3 separate regions of the Mus musculus genome follow, and regions 1 and 3 are each linked to region 2. Evidence: chromatin contacts called from public HiChIP or PLAC-seq and promoter capture Hi-C data. All regions are on one chromosome and are shown on one strand. The core of a region is the stretch at or near the end of the contact, and the rest is flanking DNA. Distances in the headings are between cores, read along the strand shown. Region 1 has its middle 20 kb from the start of Gm39140. Region 2 holds the start of Smim19 (small integral membrane protein 19). Region 3 overlaps Slc20a2 (solute carrier family 20, member 2).

The links. Promoter capture Hi-C pulls out the DNA fragments that hold promoters and counts their contacts. HiChIP or PLAC-seq counts read pairs in DNA pulled down with a chosen protein or histone mark.
Region 1: an H3K27ac HiChIP or PLAC-seq map of embryonic stem cells shows a contact between it and region 2, with 15 read pairs. The contact joins the enhancer-like site here to the promoter of Smim19 in region 2. A contact is called at or near these places in 17 of 39 promoter capture datasets (the 3T3-L1 cell line, 3T3-L1-derived adipocytes, the C10 cell line and 11 more), 1 of 15 datasets of contacts at CTCF or cohesin (CD8 T cells), 58 of 484 Hi-C or Micro-C datasets (the AML12 cell line, the BV-2 cell line, the C2C12 cell line and 35 more), 20 of 115 datasets of contacts at active chromatin or transcription factors (the 230-238 cell line, the HPC-7 cell line, the SCID.adh cell line and 13 more) and 2 of 9 other capture datasets (adipose tissue and pancreatic islet).
Region 3: a contact with region 2 is called in a promoter capture Hi-C map of liver. The contact joins the enhancer-like site here to the promoter of Smim19 in region 2. A contact is called at or near these places in 12 of 39 promoter capture datasets (3T3-L1-derived adipocytes, the C10 cell line, the HPC-7 cell line and 6 more), 14 of 484 Hi-C or Micro-C datasets (the HL-1 cell line, Sertoli cells, cardiomyocytes and 6 more), 12 of 115 datasets of contacts at active chromatin or transcription factors (the SCID.adh cell line, a beta-TC-6 cell line, bone marrow-derived dendritic cells and 7 more) and 2 of 9 other capture datasets (adipose tissue and pancreatic islet).

The regions. Positions count from the first base shown.
Region 1 is chr8:22,433,218-22,435,917 of GRCm38.p6, reverse strand. No RefSeq gene overlaps it. Among named protein-coding and RNA genes, the nearest start is that of Gm39140, 20 kb to the left of the region's middle. Within about 2 kb of position 1,302, at least 148 of the 459 cell types and tissues checked have an H3K27ac peak or open chromatin away from gene starts, as enhancers often do. A contact at or near this core is called in the HL-1 cell line, the HPC-7 cell line, the SCID.adh cell line and 15 more, where this site is marked.
Region 2 is chr8:22,475,456-22,478,155 of GRCm38.p6, reverse strand. It overlaps Smim19 (small integral membrane protein 19), which reads left to right and starts at 1,277. Exons shown (of 4, transcript NM_001146117.1): 1 at 1,277-1,650. Slc20a2 (solute carrier family 20, member 2) reads right to left here and starts at 1,456. Exons shown (of 11, transcript NM_011394.3): 1 at 1,231-1,456.
Region 3 is chr8:22,508,963-22,511,662 of GRCm38.p6, reverse strand. All of the region lies in intron 1 of Slc20a2 (solute carrier family 20, member 2), which reads right to left. Among named protein-coding and RNA genes, the nearest start is that of Smim19, 33 kb to the right of the region's middle. Within about 2 kb of position 1,387, at least 17 of the 459 cell types and tissues checked have an H3K27ac peak or open chromatin away from gene starts, as enhancers often do. A contact at or near this core is called in liver, where this site is marked.

The DNA of each region.
Region 1 (2,700 bases), core at 53-2,552, 42 kb after region 2:
TGTCTTTGAGTCACTTCTGCTCCTGCAAGTAACCCCTCACCTATATCCCTGGAAATAACCCAAACACAACTCATAAGTTTACCAAGTTGGACGTTGACAGTATCTGTACGTTGGTCTGTCATGGGCTCCCAATCTACTCCCAGTGGGTGAGTAGATGGGTGTGTTGTATCTCTCTGGGGACAATCTTGTCACATAACAGGAGTAGCAGAGTCACACACACGTATTCCCATGATCTATTACAGACAGGTGTTTTTGTGGAGAGTCACGAACTTGTATTTCTTCTATCAGGTAGTTCTGTATATGCTGGTGCACACACATGCATTTCCTATCCCTGTCATAACTGGAAAGCTGTGTGTAGTAGTTTTTCTCATACACATCTTCCCTAGATCTGTTGTAATTAGGGTTATATGTATAGACACACACACACACACACACACACACACACACACACACACACACAAACACACTATATATATATATATATATGTATATATATATATATATATATATATATCCCTGTTATAGTTAGATGTGGTGATTTAAATGAAAAGGCCTTCATAAGCTCATATATTTGAGTATTTGGTTCCCAATTAGTGAACACCTTTGGGAACCATTAGGAGGTGTGGCCTTGTTGGAGGAGGTGTGTCCTTGGGGCTGGGGGCTTTGAGGTTCAAAAAAAAAAAAAAAAAAGCCCACACCAGGTCCAGTCTCCCTCTCTTTCACAAACTCCACCATACCTAGGCCTAGGACTCCATGGGGTGGTGTTGGGACATAGAATACATGTGAATAGGCATGCCCAGGTTACCACATAGCAGCTCTGGGAAATGGAAGGCATGCAAACAGGCATGACCAAGCTTGCCTCCTGGTGTCAGTGGGACAGGGACTGAGTCCAAAGAGGTTGAACCAGGTTGCCATGGGCACTGCTGGGACACCATACATGTGAGACTAGGAGAGATCATGCTACCACATGGTGGCTCTGGGTCACAGCAGAACTGTGAACTATGTGGCCGGGCCACCACTTGGAGGTCCTGGGACACGGCAAGCATGTGGACATGTTCAGACATGTACCATTGCTCAGACATGGTGAGCATGCAAACAGGCATGCCCAGGCTGTCGTGTGGTGGTGGTCGGACTTGGCAAGTGTGCCAACAGGTGTGCTCAGGCTAGGAGGCAGTAGCACTGGAACATAGCAGGCACGGCAGCAGGTGTGAACCAATGTTCCCAGACAAATAAAGGCATGCCCAGGCTCCTAAGTGTTGGTGCTGGGACAGGTTTGCAGGCAAACAGGCAATACTCCACCAAGTGGCAAATCTGGGACATGGCAGGCATTTAGTAAATGTCTCTGACAAGTCTGCCACATGGCAGCCCTGGGATGTGATAGGCCACCATGTGGCAGCCGCCCAGACCACTAGGTAGCAATGCGGGGGACATGGTATGTGTGTGAACAGGAGAGCTCAGGATGTCACGCAATGGCGTAGAGACACAGAATGTATATACCCTACAGCTGCCTAGAGATGTGGCAGGTGAGAATAGGCATGCCTGGCCACCACTTGGCAGCACTGGCATATGGTAGGTGTGCAAATGCATGTGTCCAAGCCACTCCACAATGGTGCTGGGATATGGTGCAGATGTGTCCTGGCTGCTGGCTGGCAAGGCTAAGACATAGTAGGTGTGCTAGCAGGTATGATCTGGCTAGTGATTTGAGGCTCTGGGACACAATATATGTGCAGACAGGTGAGCATGGGCTCATGTGTTGGCACTGGAACATAGCAGGCATGTGAACGGGCATGTCCAGGCAGTGCTGGAACATGACATACATATGAACTGGCATGCCCAGGCAGTGCTGGAACATGACATACATATGAACTGGCATGCTCAGGCAGTGCTGGAACATAACATACATATGAACTGGCATGCCCAGGCAGTGCTGGAACATAACATACATATGAACTGGCATGCCCAGGCAGTGCTGAAACATGACATACATATGAACTGGCATGCCCAGGCAGTGCTGGAACATGATATACATATGAACTACCATGTCCAAGCAGCCATGTGAAAAGGTGTGCCAAGTCTGCCACATGGAGGTCCTGGAACATGGTAAGCAGGCAAAGAAGTGTGCACAAACCATAACTTGGCAGCCCCGGGACATAGTAGGTGTGTGAATCGGTAGGTATTCTCAGGCAGTCACATGCTGGTACTAGGACACAGAAATCATGCAAACTGGTGTGCCCTGGCAGCTATGTGTCATGGCTGGGACACGGCATGCATACAAGCAGGCACACCCAAGCCACTGCTTGGCAGTGCTTGAACACAGTTGCATGCACACAGGTGAAACCAGCCTGCATTGTGGTGGTGTTGGGATATGGTACATATGTGAACAGGCATGTCCAGGCTGCCATGTAGTGGCCCTGGGACACAGCAAGCATCTGATACCCCTGGGCATTTAACTGTCATGCCCAGGAGATGACATAATGGTGGTGTGACCTGGCAAGTGTGTAAGCAGGCTTGCTGAAGCCACCACATGGTGGCACTAGGGCATGGTAAGCAAATGAATAGATGTGCCCAGGCCACCATGAGGTGGTGCTTGGATAAGGCACGTCTGTTATCATAACCCCACCACCAACGCCCCTCAGTTAACCAAGCTCAGAACAGGCACCAAATGTCCTAGCCACCAAAGGTAGTGCTGGGACACGGTGG
Region 2 (2,700 bases), core at 28-2,527:
AGAAATACAAAGGACCCCAAATTTGAGTAACGGCTCTGTACCTTTGCCTGGTGCCCACCCTATCTAGATCAACTTCTGACCATGTTATATAATGGGCACTTAGGAGTAAGAAAAGAGCCACAAGGCTTTTAAAACTCTTATACACCCAAATGGACTAAACACACTTCTATGAACTTCTTTCTAAAGCCACACTAATTTGCTAAGTTATTCTGTGATCAGCACCCTTATTTTCAGAAGAGAAACAACTATTTAAAGCCAACGTTCTACATAGTGGTGCGAGCTAATCAAACTTAAGTATTGAGAAACTGAACAATCTACGCCTATGTAAGAAGTTCCCCTTGAGAATGAACTGATATAAAACATCTATGAACATCTGGCACTGTCCCGGCAAACAGGCAGCAAACACCACGTGTACTACTCTTTCTAATTCTCTAACTTTAAACTCAAACTAAATGGTTTAAAAATTATATAAATGATTGTGTGTATAATATACGTAAACGCACATACACTGATACTACAAAAACATGTTACTGATCCTAAGGGAAGGTGAGTTTGTAATAGGCAAGACAACTTGTGAAAAGTTACAGTCTAATTATTTGCTCTTATCTCTGCACGCCAACTCAAGAGAACCGCTACACTGCGAGCAAGAATGGTAACAAGAAGTCAGATGATCCCGGAGAACTTGCCCTGCTGGAATTGCTAAGCCCTTAAGCACGTGGACAATGGGCCGCTTTATTTGCATGGCCGCACTAACCTGGGGGGACCGACTGATCGGTTTAATGGCGAAACTGCACTCACTCATTAACGATCACCACCTGCCTCACCCTGGAAAACGTAACCTTATTCAAGTCCCCCCACGCAAATGGTGTTTTTCTTTTTTGTTCTTTTTCTTTTAAAAACACCCTAGCCATTCAAGCAAAGATGCGAGAGAGCAGTCGCCTCGGCCTCACAGCCGGGAAGATGAGGAGACCGAGAACCCAGCCAGCCAGCTTCGTCCCGGGAGCACGCGCAGACACCCCGAGACCGCCCCACCGCGGAGGAGCCTCGGCGCCCTCCGGCCTGAGCCCGCCGCTTCCCGCCCGCGCCGACCCGGGCCGCGGCGCGCGGAGAGACGCACCGCCGCGCTGCACCGCGCTGCGCTCGGCTCCCGCCACACGCGGCACGCGGTGCCGCCGCGGCGTCGGGCTCCGATCCCGCACAGAGGGAAGGAAGAAAAACCAATAACAAAACCTGGCTTCTCGTTCCCTCCGGAAACCGCGGGCCGGCAGGAAGTGACGAAGGCGAGGTCGTCCGGTCCGCTGGGTCTCGGCCCGCGCTCCCCGCCCGACTCCCGGAACAGCCCGAGCGGAGCGGAGCGGCTCGGCGCGGCGGCCTCCGCACCTCAGCAGCCGCCGAGCGCCCGCCCGCCCGCTCTCCCGCTCGCTCGCCCGCCCGCGCGCGGCTGCGTCACCGCCCCGCCCCCGTCCCGGCCCCGCCCCGTCCCGTCCAGTCCGGGCCCAGCCGCGGGCTGCGAGCTGCTGCGGGTCAGATCCCGACCTGGGTGTCTCTGCGGGCGGAGTGAGCGGGGCGGCTGCAGCGTGCCTAGGGTCCCCGGAGCCCGCAGAGACGCCGGCGGGAGCGTGCGGCGTCCCGTCGCGGGAGGACTGTCCTGTATGTCACCTGGAACAGATTGCACAGGCTCGGGGGAGGGGGGCGGCGGCTGGAGGAGGCCAGGTTTGGGCGTCAGATCTGTGTGCCACCTCTGCGCCTCCCGTTCCCCGGGTCCCTGTGGCCTTGGGATCTCAGAGCCACCACTGTCACCTGTTATTGAGTTGCAGTGCGTCAAAGCAGGATGGGTGCAAAAAGAAAAAAAAAATTACTCGAACGTGTACTGCGCAGTCCACAGGCCTCAGCTATGCTCCGTCCTCTAGGATGGGGTGAAAGCCTGTGACCTTGTTCCCGTCTGTTTTAGGACCTCAAACGTCGCAGTGCTTCAGAGAGTCAGGAGAATGAATCTTCCCCTCATGGTGTTTGGGTTCCGTTGTTAGAAATTATGTGTAGTCTGAATTTCCGTGAGAGAGTAACAAAAGTCCCACGTGAGAGGCAGAAAATAGCATTCCAAGCGAGGTGGCAGGTTCTAGAACGGAGTGGACAAACTTTAAAACTTAGGATAATGTCTCATGATTACCTGAAAAGGATTTTGTCACCCAAAAGGAGGTCAGCCTTAAACTAAATCCCGATGGATGCGTTTTTTGATGTCATGATCTCTTAATATGCGTGTTTAACCTGCAGCTTAAATCAGCTCCATCTAGCTAGCATCTTTCTAATGCAATAATAGTTTAAACATTACATCACCGGACAGCTGAGGGAAGATGTCAGTTTTCCCATAAGAGCCCAGAATGTCACTCTCAGCATCAATCTACTAGAGCATTAACTTGCCTGAAATGAACCAACCCCTGGACATTTTACTTTAGACTGAAGGGGAAAGGCGCATATCCTCACACTTGGTTAGGTTACACAAAGTGCGTGGGAGGCGTGGTTAAAGTACCTCCATGTCTGCACTGTGGACTCTGAACTCTCCATTCCTGACTCTTCCAAAGCGTGGCCTTGATGGTGTCAGGACTAGCAGGAGAGGCCTAGCTTCAGTGCAGACCCTTTAAACTGTGGGTCTAAGGAAACTCATCCACCCAGGACCTGTGGAGCAGCGGTGTTATTGCATAC
Region 3 (2,700 bases), core at 138-2,637, 33 kb before region 2:
AAAAGTAGAGTTTGAGCTAAAGTGTCTGTACCTGTCCTTTTCACTTTAAGGACATTTTAATGGTCTGAAAATATGTAATTAATTCTATCTATAAAAGCCAAAGATTCTACCTCTCCTCTTTCAAGTGCTAAAATCCTACGGCCATCGTTCCCTGGCTAAGGGAGTGGATGTTCTTTTGGCTACGGTGGTGTTGCTCATCTGATACTTTTAAAACAACACTGAAAAACCATGCCCTCACAAAGCTCTTTCTTCATTAAAGCCACAAAAGCTTTGTACTAAAGGCTAGACAGGGTGGTTATGTTTTCAACCAGAAACCATTCCCTCAAGCAAAAGCTACAAAGGAGGATGTAAGAAAGGGCAAAGACATCATTAGATTAAGATGCATTTACATGACCTATAAAAAAGTTAGGGGTCAGCATGGGGGACTTCTAGGACACAATAATTGGCTTGGGCAAGGTACCAATTGCTACTTGCTCAAGTCAGCAGAACGCATGAAATCCAAGAGGGCAGAGCCTAGCTGGCTCTGGACATGCTGACCGAATAATCCAACTCCACGTGCCTGCTATGTGCACTACTGGATCATTTGCTCCAGAAAGGCGTGTCAGCTGAAACAAGTCCCTATCCCGAGTCTTCAAAGGAGGCAGGGTGCGTTGTACTATGCTCATACCCTCTTCAGGTCTTTCTAGGTGGCCATCTACTTCTGACCGCAGCATGCGACCCACTGACTTGTCTCTTCCAGTGGAGGTGAAAGAGTTGGGGAATCAGTTAAAGTCACACTTTGTCTGCAGCTACCTCTCTTCTGACAGAGACTTCATGAAGACAGTGAATGATCTAGTCAACTGTCGGCGACACAGTGACCGTGGGCTACTGGTGGAGTCAACTGGGAAGGGGGGACATCTATTTAGCAACACTACCTAAACCCATTACTGTACACCTGACAGCTTTAGCAGCACTGCTTAAACCCACTACTGTATGCCCGATAGCTTTAGCAACACTGCTTAAACCATTGCTGTATGCCTGATATACTGTATAGCCCACACTACCACTCACTTCTCATCTCTTTGTATCTCCATTTGAAACTGCTGCTGCTGGAGCTGAAGCAACAGCTTAGCAGCTACACCGGTTATTCTTCCCTCGCATCCACATGGCACACCTCACACATACTTATGTACATATGAATAAAATTGAAACCTTTTAAAAAATACTATCAAGGCAAGGATGTGCTTCAATGGGGAGTACTTACTTTTAGTAAGGTGTGAGGTCCTGGGTTCCACTTCTAGCACAGAAACCAAAACCCCAAACAAACGAACAAACAAAGATAGGCACTGTCTTAATTAACGAATCCAGGTAAGTCAACGCAGTATTTCCCAGGTTAAATATTAAGTGACCGAAAAAAATCCAGAGTCAAGGCAGGGTTAGAGGGACTTTGAGAGGTCATTTATCTCCGGACTTCAGAGAGAATACTAAAAATATTGCAAATAAATTTAAACCCAGGTTTATATGACTCCAAGAAGAAAAGTTTATAGTTCCCAGCATCCGTGTTCCCCCTTTGTGATAATTTTCTTCCTAATACCCCATGCATGGGACATCAGAATCACCTTAGAGCACTGTTAAAATAGCCTTGCACTCCAGCCTTCCCACTTGGAATCAGCAGGTCTTGGTGGGCCTGAGAATCTGTTCCCAGGAAGTGCTGATAGGTCACAGCCACACCTTGGCCATCATGGTACCTGACCCTTTACACTCCAAAGGGGAGCACACACCAGCTGTCCATCATTATCCCCAGGATGGGCACACGTATCTGAACAAAAATGCAAGTCTCTTCTAGGCTATAGAACAGAAGTCCTCCAACCTCTTATTGTAGTTATAATTTCTAACATGTGATTTCCCCCCTTTCTTGAGTTTTTTTTTTCAGAGTCCCTCCAAGTTTCTTTCAGATGAAGAGCCATAAACAAGACACAGAACCTGAGTCGGAGAGCCGCCACAGCCGGTGTCAAGAACCGAACGATTCAGACCAATTTCTCGTATTCGCACACATCACCCGCTTGTATTCACGCCTGCCCGGGGAACTGACTCTCTGTGAGCTGCAGTAACGTTTCACAGACCGTCTTAATGCTTATCTTCTGATCTTCTAAGAAACTCAAGAAGCTGTCTTAAAATATCAGATAGATGACCCATCATTTTAAGACAGAGCAGGGCCAGGTGGCATCCAAGAGAGAAAATATAACCCAGAAATCAGGTCTATTTAAACAGTCTCGTTGAGGAGGCTGCTTCCCACTTCTCTGGTGGGTCTGCCGCTACCACCCAGCAACAGCTTCAGGTGAAGTGAACCTTCAGTGGCTCCTTTGTGGCAGGAAGGTGACAAGGCCTGGGAGTGGGCTCTGGGCTGCCCCACTTACCCACAGTTGCTGCCTAGGGCAAAGAGCCAGTCCCAATCCCGGGTTGCAAATGCAGGGATAAACCGAACTCAGCCGTGCCCTCCACGCGCCCCATGCTCTCACCTCCCACGTCTCCCCCCAGCATTGTCTTCTTGCCGGTTTGTTTACTGCGTGTCAGGGCCCCCCTTTTTCGGTGCTGCGGCTGTTTAGCACGTGAGCTCGTTGCGAGTGGGAACTATGCTCTCTTTGTGTATTGTGTGCGCTGTGGAGGTGCTTAGCACATATGCTGAATAACAACAGCAGGCCCAGTATTCCCCAGAAACAT